2 separate regions of the Oryctolagus cuniculus genome follow, and region 2 is linked to region 1. The links are chromatin contacts, called in public Micro-C maps. All regions are on one chromosome and are shown on one strand. Each heading gives the region's core, a stretch centred on a gene start, on an enhancer-like site or on the middle of the called end of the contact. The rest is flanking DNA. Distances are from core to core; before and after follow the strand shown. Region 1 has its middle 100 kb from the start of CYP1B1. Region 2 holds the start of CYP1B1 (cytochrome P450 family 1 subfamily B member 1).

Region 1 (5,031 bases), core at 1,077-3,576:
GTGGGAGACCCGGAAGAAGCTCCTGGCTCCTGGCTTCAGATGGGCACAGTTCTGACCGTTGCAGCCAATTGGGGAGTGAACCAGCAAATGGAAGACCTCTCTCTCTCTGCCTCTCCTTCTCTCTCTATGTAACTCTGACTTTCAAATAAAAAATGAATCTTTAAAAAAAAGTTGATTATGAAAAAACTGTGCATGGTTTTCAGAAACTTTTTGCACCACAATAAGCTTTTGTTCCAGCTTCCACACACTAATGAAGCACTCTCCGACACTATACTTTTCTATCATACTCCTCCTTCTTTTGGGTTCTAACTATATTCATCTGCACCTTTCTCCTGAAAGTATTCTTATGAGCTCATAGCTTTTCACAAACTCAATTTGTATCAATTAGCCACATTGGTCTTAGCATTTGATGTTCACATTTGCACAATGGGGCTCATGGAAGCTCCCAGAAGCACCACCTCTCGGCTTCTGGAAAGTTCTTTGTTTTCAGGCTACAGCAACAAGATGTCCCAAGCCCTCCTTTTTCCTGCCCGAACACTGGAATCCAACTAATGGCCCAGAAATTCTGATTGCTTTAAGAATAGTATCAGGAATTACAGCCTACACGTCTCACATTGTCGTGAAGCAGTGTTGCTCCTGCGGCCACTGCTGCTTGGGGACTGTTTTGTGACAGAGCCAGAAAAGGCGATACTTAGGGTAGGAATTCCTACTGATTTTCTTCATGTAAGCGTTCTTCAAAAAGTCTGTGGGAAAATGGACTTAGAAGATAAGGTTAAGGGGCAGGTGTCTGGCATAGCAATTGAGACAACTGCATACCCTCCCACAGCACTTGAGTTCAGTGCCCAGCTCTGGTGAGCAGTTCCAGCACTGGTGATGAGACCCTCGGAGGCAGCAAGAGACGGATCAAGGAGTTGGGTCCTTGCTGCCCACACGGAGGACCTGGACTCAGCTCCTGGATCCCTGCTTCCACCACGTGACTCAGCCCCAGCCCTTGCAGGTGTGTAGGGAATGAGTCAATGACTGGGAGTCTCTCTCTCTCTCTCTCACTCTCTCTCTTTCCTCTCTCTCTCTCAGGTAAATAAATAATGTTTTAAAGGTAAGGTTATTTTGATGTAAAAACATTTTTGAAACTCATGCACAGCTTTGTCATGATATGCATTTTCCACAGACTTTTTGAAGATGTCTCATATGTGCAGATTTCGAAATTTTTCTAAACCACAATAAACTTACGTTTTAATTCCACCCTCCGTGAGCATCTCTGGAGCACCCCCACCGAAGGCATTAGGTTGCTCTGCATAGTTGTAGTCAGGGTCTCTGGGAAAAAAATAGGCTGAGTGTTCCTGGAATTTCTGGGAGTAGGCAGTGTTCCCGTCACACAGCGAGCCAGAGGGCTGCAGAGACCCCGCTGCTAAGCACCCGACTGCACCGCCCTGCCCGGGGCCCTGGGCCCGGAGGACAGCAGGGGGCTCGCGGCTGGCTCCAGGGCAGTGCCTACAGCATTGCACTTCCTTCTCGGGATTAGCGCTTTGCATCTGCTTCTTTTCTCCTCCATGTTTGTTCTTTGCCCACCAGCAGCTCCCATACCCCCTGCAGGGTGCCAACCACCCGGTTACTCAGGACTGAGGGGCTTTCCCAGATTGGAGGATTTTCCATTTGCAAACTAGCACAGTCCCAAAGCCTACCAGCTTGAGACCGTGACCCGACCCCCTAGCCCCCACAGCCGCCCACGCACTGCCAGCGGTTTCATAGCCGAACAGAAGGAGGAGCTCACATCTTCACAACTTTGGCACCACGCAGAAAACAGACGCCCCGCACGTTGCTCCAGAGACTGCGGAACACCGACGAAAAATGCATTGCGATGCGCACAGAAATCCATCGCTGATTTCAAGAGCCACGCTGCCGTACAGACAAATTCTCCAACACACGCAGCCAAGGTAATTACATGCAAAGCTGGGAGAGGCCAAGCGGTCTAACCCAGTAAACAAACAGCTGTGAACAATTTGGTCGTTCAAAAAGCCCTGGCTTTCTGGCTGCAAAGCCTGGTTTTCCTTCCCTGTCTCTGAGAGCCCCGTGGAAGATCTGAAATTCCACCAGCAAATTCTGTGGGAGCAAGGAGAGGGAGATGCAGAGACCACAGCCCTTGGAGGGGGGCACACTCGGAAAGTGCACCTCGTATTAGTGATCAACAATTCAAGTGAAAGTGTCTGAGAGTAGTCCAGAACGTTCATGGAAAAGTGGAAATGAAAAAGCTACGTTTAGCTGAAGGCAAGGTGCTACAGCAAGCTAAGCTACCCCGTGGGGTGTCTGTGTCCCGCATCAGAGTGTCCTGGATGGGGTCCTGCCTTGGCTTCCAACCCAGCTGCCTGCATGGCCTCCCTGCGAGGCAGCAGATCACAGCTCAAGTGCTTCAGTTCTGACACCTACGGGTGAGACCCAGTGGAATTGCAGACCCCTAACTTTGACCTGTCTCGGTTGTTGTAGGCATTTGGAGAGCAAAGCAGCAGATGAAGGTTCTCTCTCTCTCTCTCTCTGCCTTTCAAATAAATTTAAATAAATAAACAAACAAAATAAATAAATGGTTTTTCTTTAAAAGATAAGTTTATTTGGGTATAAAAAATTTTTTGAAATCCATACATCCAGGAGATCTTGCAAAAGTTCATGGAAAAGTCAAGGTGGCATGTGCCAATGCCATCTCACTACTCCAAGTGATCAATTTCAGTTCACAATTGATCATAATGAAAGGACTAAGAGTCAAAGGGAGCACATAAACAAGTCTAGTATCTGCTAACACCAACCGATAGAATAAATAAAGGGGAGAGTGATCCAACATGGGAAGTGAGATACTCAGCAGACTCATAGAATGGCGGATGTCCTAAATAGCACTCTGGCCTCAGAATCAGCCCTAAAGGCACTCGGATCTGGCTGAAAAGCCCATGAGAGTATTTCAGGCATGGAAAGCCAAGACACTCTGGCAAAAAGATCTCTGTGAGTGAGATCCCAGTGGAAAGAACAGGTCTTCAAAGAGGGAGGTGCCTTTCTCTGAAGGGAGGAGAGAACCTCCACTTTGACTATGACCGTGTCTAAACAAGATAAGAGTCGGAGAACTCAAGGGGCTTCCATAGCCTTGGAAACTCATAACTGGTGCATAGGGAGATTACTGATGCCATAAACAGGAGTGTCAATTGGTAAAGTCAACAACAGGAGTCACTGTGCACTTACTCCTCATGTAGGATCTCGGTCCTTAACGTGCTGTACACTGAGGCTTAATGCTATAACGAGTACTCAAACAGTATATTTCACTTTGTGTTTCTATGGGGGTGCAAACGACTGAAATCTTTACTTAATGTACACTAAACTGATCTTCTGTAAAAAAAAAAAAAAAAAAAAAAAAAAAAAAGAAAGAAATTTTCAATTCCCAACTTGACTCTCACTGGGATTAAACATGACAATAGGTCTGATCTGATTTCATCATCATTTTAAAAAAATCATCTATTATTTTTCACTTTATGTTTCTGTGTGGGAGCAAACTGTTGAAATACTTACTTAAGGTATACTAAGCTGATCTTCTGTATATTAAGATAATCGAAAATGAATCTTGATGTGAATGGAAGGGGAGAGGGAGTGGGAAAGGGGAGGGTTGTTGGTGGGAGGGACGGTATGGGGGGGGAAGCCATTGTAACCCATGAGTCGTACTTTGGAAATTTATATTCATTAAATAAAAGATAAAAAAAGCCGGCGCCGTGGCTCAATAGGCTAATCCTCCACCTTGCGGCGCCGGCACACCGGGTTCTAGTCCCGGTTGGGGCGCCGGATTCTGTCCCGGTTGCCCCTCTTCCAGGCCAGCTCTCTGCTATGGCCAGGGAGTGCAGTGGAGGATGGCCCAAGTGCTTGGGCCCTGCACCCCATGGGAGACCAGGAAAAGCACCTGGCTCCTGGCTCCTGCCAGGATCAGCGCGGTGCGCCGGCTGCAGCGGCGGCCATTGGAGGGTGAACCAGCGGCAAAAGGAAGACCTTTCTCTCTCTGTCTCTCTCTCTGTCCACTCTGCCTGTCAAAAAAAAAAAAAAAAAAAAAAAAAAAAAAAAAAAAAAGTTCATGGAAAAGATGTGTTATAGAAAAACTACGTGTGGGTTTGCTTTTTTTTTTTTTTTTTTTGGCACCAGAATAAACTTGTCATTTAATTCCATTTTTCCGGGAACTTTTTGGAGTAGTGTCTACTCACAGGCACCCTTGTGAATGGTGCTTTCACAACTATTCTGTTCAGAGCCTTGGCCACTCACATGCTGAGTGAATTTGTGACTCAGGCAGGTCCCAAGGGCTCAGAAGGCACTTCCTTGGGCCTTGAATGAAACTAGCAAGCCAGAGTCCCACCCGCTCCCAACCCTAGGGAATCTGATCCAACATCCACCTACAGATGAGTAAAGTGAGGCCTGGAGTAGCTGGACACTGGGAAAGCTGGGACCTAGAACCCTAATTCCCTGACTCTTTTCACCGACCGAACTCCACTGTCTTCCCGCAGTGCCCCTCCGAATGCACGCCTCTTGCTTCGCAGAATTCCAAAACAAACCTTTCAAGAAGAGTTTGAGTACCGAGTGTGAGCTGCTTTCCTGGACTTGTAATCGCTGAGAGCAAATCTTAGCACAGGAAGAGAGACAGCTGGGTCAATTTCATGGGGCACCAATAATATTCAAACACGGCAGAGCTCTTGTTGCCAACAGCATAGCCCTGACCCTGGTTAAGGGGGAAAAAAGCAGGCAAACTGAGTGGATTCAATGACAAAATTGTCCCTTCTTCTGCTTTTCAGACTGGACTGGCCCGCCACTCCTCCAGTAAGGCTTTAAAAAGCCGTAAACTCACTCTCACCTTAAAGTCTCCACTCTTGCTCTTCCTTCTGCTTGTTTGCCCCAGAATTTCACATGGCTTTTTTTGTGCCTCAACTGAGCCAATTGGTGCTTGCTCGGCCCCAGTCCCACCTCACCTAGTAGTCTCCAAAATCCGGGCACACCAGAGCCCCTGAGTGTGGCTTTATTTGG
Region 2 (5,031 bases), core at 1,398-3,897, 100 kb before region 1:
AGGGTAAGGATGCCCCATGTAAAATTGATTTTTTTTAATTGCTCAATCTGGCAACCCGACACCAGGGCCAGTTTAATTCGTGCGCATCGGAGGGTGGTGGAGCCTTTATCAAGGTGGGCACTGGGGCCCGCTCACCAAGGCTGGGGCAGATGCCAGCGACGTCCGCAGGAGCCCTCTGGACACCCCGCGTTCTTTCTCGACGCTGCTCTGCTCTCGGCGAAAGTGTCTGTTTCTCCTGCGGTCACTGCCGGCTGCTTCCTGGCCGCCTTCCGACAGCTCCAGCGCCGGGTACCCGCCCGCGGGCGGGCCTTTCCCTTACCCGGGAACAAAGTCCCGAGCCGCCGCTCGCTCTAAAGCGCGGAGGGCTGGGCGGCCTCCGCTGCGCGCCAAGGACTACGCGAGCCGATTAGGCTACTGCTGTGTTTATTTAACATTTTTACTGCGCTTCCCTGTCCTTCGGAACTGTTCCAGCTTTGCTATTATTGCGCCAGGGAAAGACAGCTATCTACCGGCCCTCTAAATACGTTGCTGTTCCGGGGGGTTGGGGGCGGGCGTTCTCTCAAATGTGTTCCTACTCACAAGAGGGAGACGTAAGCCAGGTGGGACAAGATCAGAGATGGGGAGGGCCAGGCCGCGCGGGGAGGGGTGCGCGCCTGTGCGCGCGCCTGTCCGGGCCCGCACTGTGCGCTCCTGGGCACGCAATCAGGGTTGCCCGGCAGGGACCCGGAGCGAAGGTCTAAACCCTAGCGCCCTACGCATTTTCAAGCCCCAATCAGTCAATTTCGGAGGACAAATGGAAGGCCCGACCCATGCCTCCTGGAGGCTTTACCTGGTGAGGATGAGGAGCAGCCACTGGAGCGCGGTGGAGAGCGTGTCCTGGCTGGCGCCGAAGATGTCCGTGACCGTGGCGGGCACGCTCTCCAAGTCGAGCCGCGCGCCCCCTTCGCCTGAGTCCCCCGCAGCTTTTCCCGCCGAGAGGATGAAGGCATCCATCATGTCGCGCGGGGCGGCGCCGGGCCGGAGGCTTTCGCGGTGCCGCAGGAACTTGTCGAGGATGAAGTTGCTGAAGTTGCGGTTGACCCGCTCGAACTGGCGGAAGGTGGTGCGCAGCGGGTTGGGGAAGCGCTGCAGCCAGGGCAGCACGTCCACCAGGCTGCCCGCGCCCACCGTGCGCCCGAACTCCTCGTTGTGGCTGAGCAGCTCCAGGAACTCGGCGTCGTCGTGGCTGTAGCGGCAGCCGAAGCACACGGCGCTCATGACGTTGGCCACGGCCACGATGGTCGGCTGCCTCGGGTCGAGGAAGGCGCCGCCCGCGCTGCCGCGCACCAGCAGCGCCACCAACTCGCGCGCCTCGCCCAGCACGTGGCCCTCGAGGATGCTGCGGCTGCGCGGCTGGCGGGTGGAGAAGGCACGCATGGTGCCGTGCGCCGCCCGCCGCTGCACCTTCCAGTGCTCCGAGTAGTGGCCGAAGGCCAGGCTGCGGCCGCCGGACACCACGCGGAAGGAAGCGAAGGGCGGCCGGTCGGCGAAGGTGGCGCCCTGCTGCACCAAGGCCTGGTGGATGGCGCGCTCGCCGTTCAGCACCACCACCGGGCAGCTGCCCAGGCGGATCTGGAAGACGTCGCCGTAGCGCCGGGCCAAGCGCGCGAAGGAGAGGTGCGCCGCCCGGCCCACCGCCGCCGCGTTTCCGATCAGGGGCCACTGGAAGGGGCCGGGGGGCGCCGACAGGGGCTGTCGCCGTCGCTGCCTCAGCAGCCACTGGCCCACGTGCACGGCGGCCAGCACCGACAAGACTAACAGGAGCATGGTCTGCTGGGAGGACAGCGAGTTCAGCAGCCGAGGCGCGTCCGGGCTGAGGCTGGTGACCATGCTGGGGACACAAAGACGAAGAGGTGACACTCAGGTGTGCAGAGAAAGGCCCCAGCCCCTTCCGCAGCCTCCGCTACTGTGCGTCCCCGGGTGGAAAGGAGAGCTGCGCAGGGCAGGGCTCTCTAAAGGGGTGACAGAAGCCGCCCTTTCCCATCTCCAGTCTCCCAAGGGGATGGGAAGGAGCGTGTTTTGGCCACTCCGCGACCCAGCTCCAGCCCCCCCTCCTACCTCCACCCCACCCGCCTCCTAACGGTTCCTGCGATTCAGGGACAACGCCAGAGGCCTTGAGGCGGTAGCGCTGGGTGTCTTTCAAAGTGCCTACCGCCCCACCTGTGACCTGCAAGAACCCATCTGCGGAGGCCGTGGGAAGGCGGTTCCGCGGACAGACTGACCTGCGGGAAGGTGCGGTTTCCTGCGGCGCGGGACAGCCGGCTCCGAGAAAGGGCTGGGACCTTTGCCGAGGGCAAGACGTCCACCCGAGAGTCTCCAGGAACCCTGGAGGCCAGCCCTGGACACCTGCTGCCCGCTCCGGGAGCCTTAACACCCACTCTGGAGTCGGCAGAGGCAAGAACGCTTGGCTAGGGATGGGGACGGAAAAAGGTGCCTCCTTTGCAGAGTCCCTCTGCACCTGGGGCTCGGGCAACGTCGGGCTTTCCTCAGAGCGTTGGGATTGAGACTGGGGGTCGATGAGTGGAGTCAGTTCCCAGCGCTCTCATCCGCTGCGCGGCTCCCACAGCTGGTGTCGCGGGGGTGTTTGCGCGCGCTCCGGAGACTCGGCACGCGCCATCCGCTGCTCCGGGCTTTAAGGACTGCACGGAGGAGGAGGAAGCAGGACCTGGCCGGGGCGGGGCCAGCGGGGGGCGGGCCGCGCTGCCAAAGTCCCCGCCGCTGCGACTCCGACTCCGGTGGTCCCACGAGGCGCCCCCGAAGACCTTGGCGCCGTAGCTGGCGGCTTTCCTGGAAGCGGCGGTGTGAACTCTTCGCTGGGCCAACAATGACTCTTAATCAGTCCTCCCCCACCCCCCCCGGCCCCGAGGCCCCACGTTTTGCCCCAGAGCCCCGCTGGGGACAGAAGCTGGCCCTGCAGCGGCGCTCGGGGTGGGAATCGGCCCCCGCGCCGCCGCCCACTATCTCCCTTCCCTCCCAGAGACTTGAGCTTCGTTGCCCGCGAGAAAGCGGCGCACGTTGCTTGGGCTCCCGAGCCGGGAACGGAAACCTGCGGTGTGCAAATGAGGAAAGCTTGCGTGGTGGTGATGGTGCCTAGCCGCGCAGAGCCCCTTTTTATTTTACTTTATTTAGGTTTTCGCAAACAAATCGGCACCCCTACTCGTGGCCCTGTGACTTGCAAGGTTCTCTCTGCACCTCTGGCAACGAGATCAGGACTCCCCTAAAGTAGAGCCGCTTCCCGCCCCGGGGCCAGCACCCTCCCGGCGCGAGCGGGTCCTGACGTTTCCCGCCCGCGGGGCTGCGACTCCAGATGGCGCCGCCCGCCGCGAGGCTGTCGGCGCAGGGCGGGGAGCCAAACTGGGGCGAATAGGAGAATGAGGGTGAGGGGACGGGAGGGAGGGCGGCGGGTGGGAGGCGGAGGCCAGCCTCCGTGCGCCTGCGAACTTGATCGGGTTGAAAAGTTTCCCCTGCTGTCACCTCCCCTTTGCGTGCGGAGCTGTGCCTTGCGTGCGCCGCTTCTGGGAAGTCGGCAGCAGTCATATCCCTGGGCGCTTCTCACGGCACCTGACACGCCGAGGCGGCGACTGGGACGGCGGCCGAGGGCGGGGTGCCGGCCGCCACCGCCCTAGTCGGCGCACGCACTGCCGCGCCCGGCCGGCCCGCGAAGCGAGCCCCCGGCTCCCACCAGCTGGCCGGGCGGGGAGCGCACGGTGCACCCTCCGCACGCAGGGCTCTCTCTGCGCGTTCGCGGAGTGCGTGCGCTCGGGGCGGGGCGCTTCCTTCCCAAAGGGACGCCAGGGGCGCTTGGCACACGGTTGTCTTCCTGCCCGCCGTGCCCTCTCTTTTCGGCTGGTGCTTAGCACCGCATTTGCAAGACCCCTGAAAAATCGGTGATCTCCGCGAGGCTGGGGGCAAGGGGGAGCAGGGAAAGAGGCGGGAGGCATTCGATTAGCCTGGTCGCAAGTGCTCGCACCTGCAGGCTTCTGGGGTCATCGAGGGTAAATGTAAAAGTTGCTTGTTAACGACGGAACAACCCTCTACTTTGAACTCCACCCGTGCTCCGAACCCAGGCCATTTATTATGGCCCCGTTTACAGCTAGGAAACCCGGGTTCAGAGAAGGTATGTGGCTGAGTCCTCGTCACGCAGCTCTCAAGAGGTGGAGCCAGAGCTCTCACGCTCGCTCGTTCGTGCCGGAGGAAATAAACAGCAGGTAGCCCAGCTGCAGCCTCCAAGCTATGCTTCTTGCGCTGGGCTTTTTGTTCCCAGACACGCCCGAAAATGAAGAGGAACCAGTTGGGCGCAGGCTGTCAGAAAGACAGGCCCTTGACGGTTACAGCAAGCCAAAACTGCGGGCCACCGGCACGTCTTCAGACCCCTGAGGCTTTTTCTGGGCTCTCTGGTGCGGACCTCGTTGGAGGGCCCATCAGGTACCTGATGAAGACTTTGGATAGATCCAAAGTCGCCCGCGTTGTAGTCCGGAGCCCCTGGAGGTGCAGCCTTCCGGAAGTGAGACTGCGCATCAGACCTCTTAATAGTTACAACTGCTCCACCAAAGCAGGGCTCCGAGACGCAGGAAGCTCCTTCCAGTAGCAAGATAGGGTGTGGGGATTGCATCCTATGGGGATCCTCCCAGATCTCAAACTTGACTTGTTTGCTGCAAATAACTTCCAAAGAGAACAGCTAAGCTAGACGGATGCTTTAAAATAGAGGTTTAGAATTCCTGTACTGATTGCAACAGCTGAAGTTTGTTGCAGCAGGAGGAAATGCAGTAGCTCATGTGACAGTGAAGGGCAGCTGTGGTACATCACCGGCTGGAGAGACCCGGGCAGGGCTCTGCCACCTGCTCTCCATCTCTGCCGGCCGTTGCTCAGGCTTTCTTCTGCCATCACTCCCGCGGAAGCTGGCCATGGGCACCCTCAGATTAACTACTTCAAGCCCCTAGAAGGACTGCAGGGGGCCACGTTGGTGCCAGGTCCACATTGTAGCCAAGGGAT

Evidence for each region. Hi-C and Micro-C count contacts between places; a contact is called where the count stands out from the background.
Region 2: a Micro-C map of ear pinna shows a contact between it and region 1, with 2.3 times the contacts expected there. The contact joins the promoter of CYP1B1 here to the enhancer-like site in region 1. A contact is called at or near these places in 2 of 6 Hi-C or Micro-C datasets (ear pinna and psoas muscle).

Annotation. Positions count from the first base shown.
Region 1 is chr2:164,611,371-164,616,401 of mOryCun1.1, reverse strand. No RefSeq gene overlaps it. Among named protein-coding and RNA genes, the nearest start is that of CYP1B1, 100 kb to the left of the region's middle. Within about 2 kb of position 2,326, at least 1 of the 8 cell types and tissues checked has an H3K27ac peak or open chromatin away from gene starts, as enhancers often do. A contact at or near this core is called in ear pinna, where this site is marked.
Region 2 is chr2:164,713,427-164,718,457 of mOryCun1.1, reverse strand. CYP1B1 (cytochrome P450 family 1 subfamily B member 1) reads right to left here and starts at 2,647. Exons shown (of 3, transcript XM_002709757.5): 1 at 2,262-2,647; 2 at 830-1,870. The coding sequence starts at 1,869.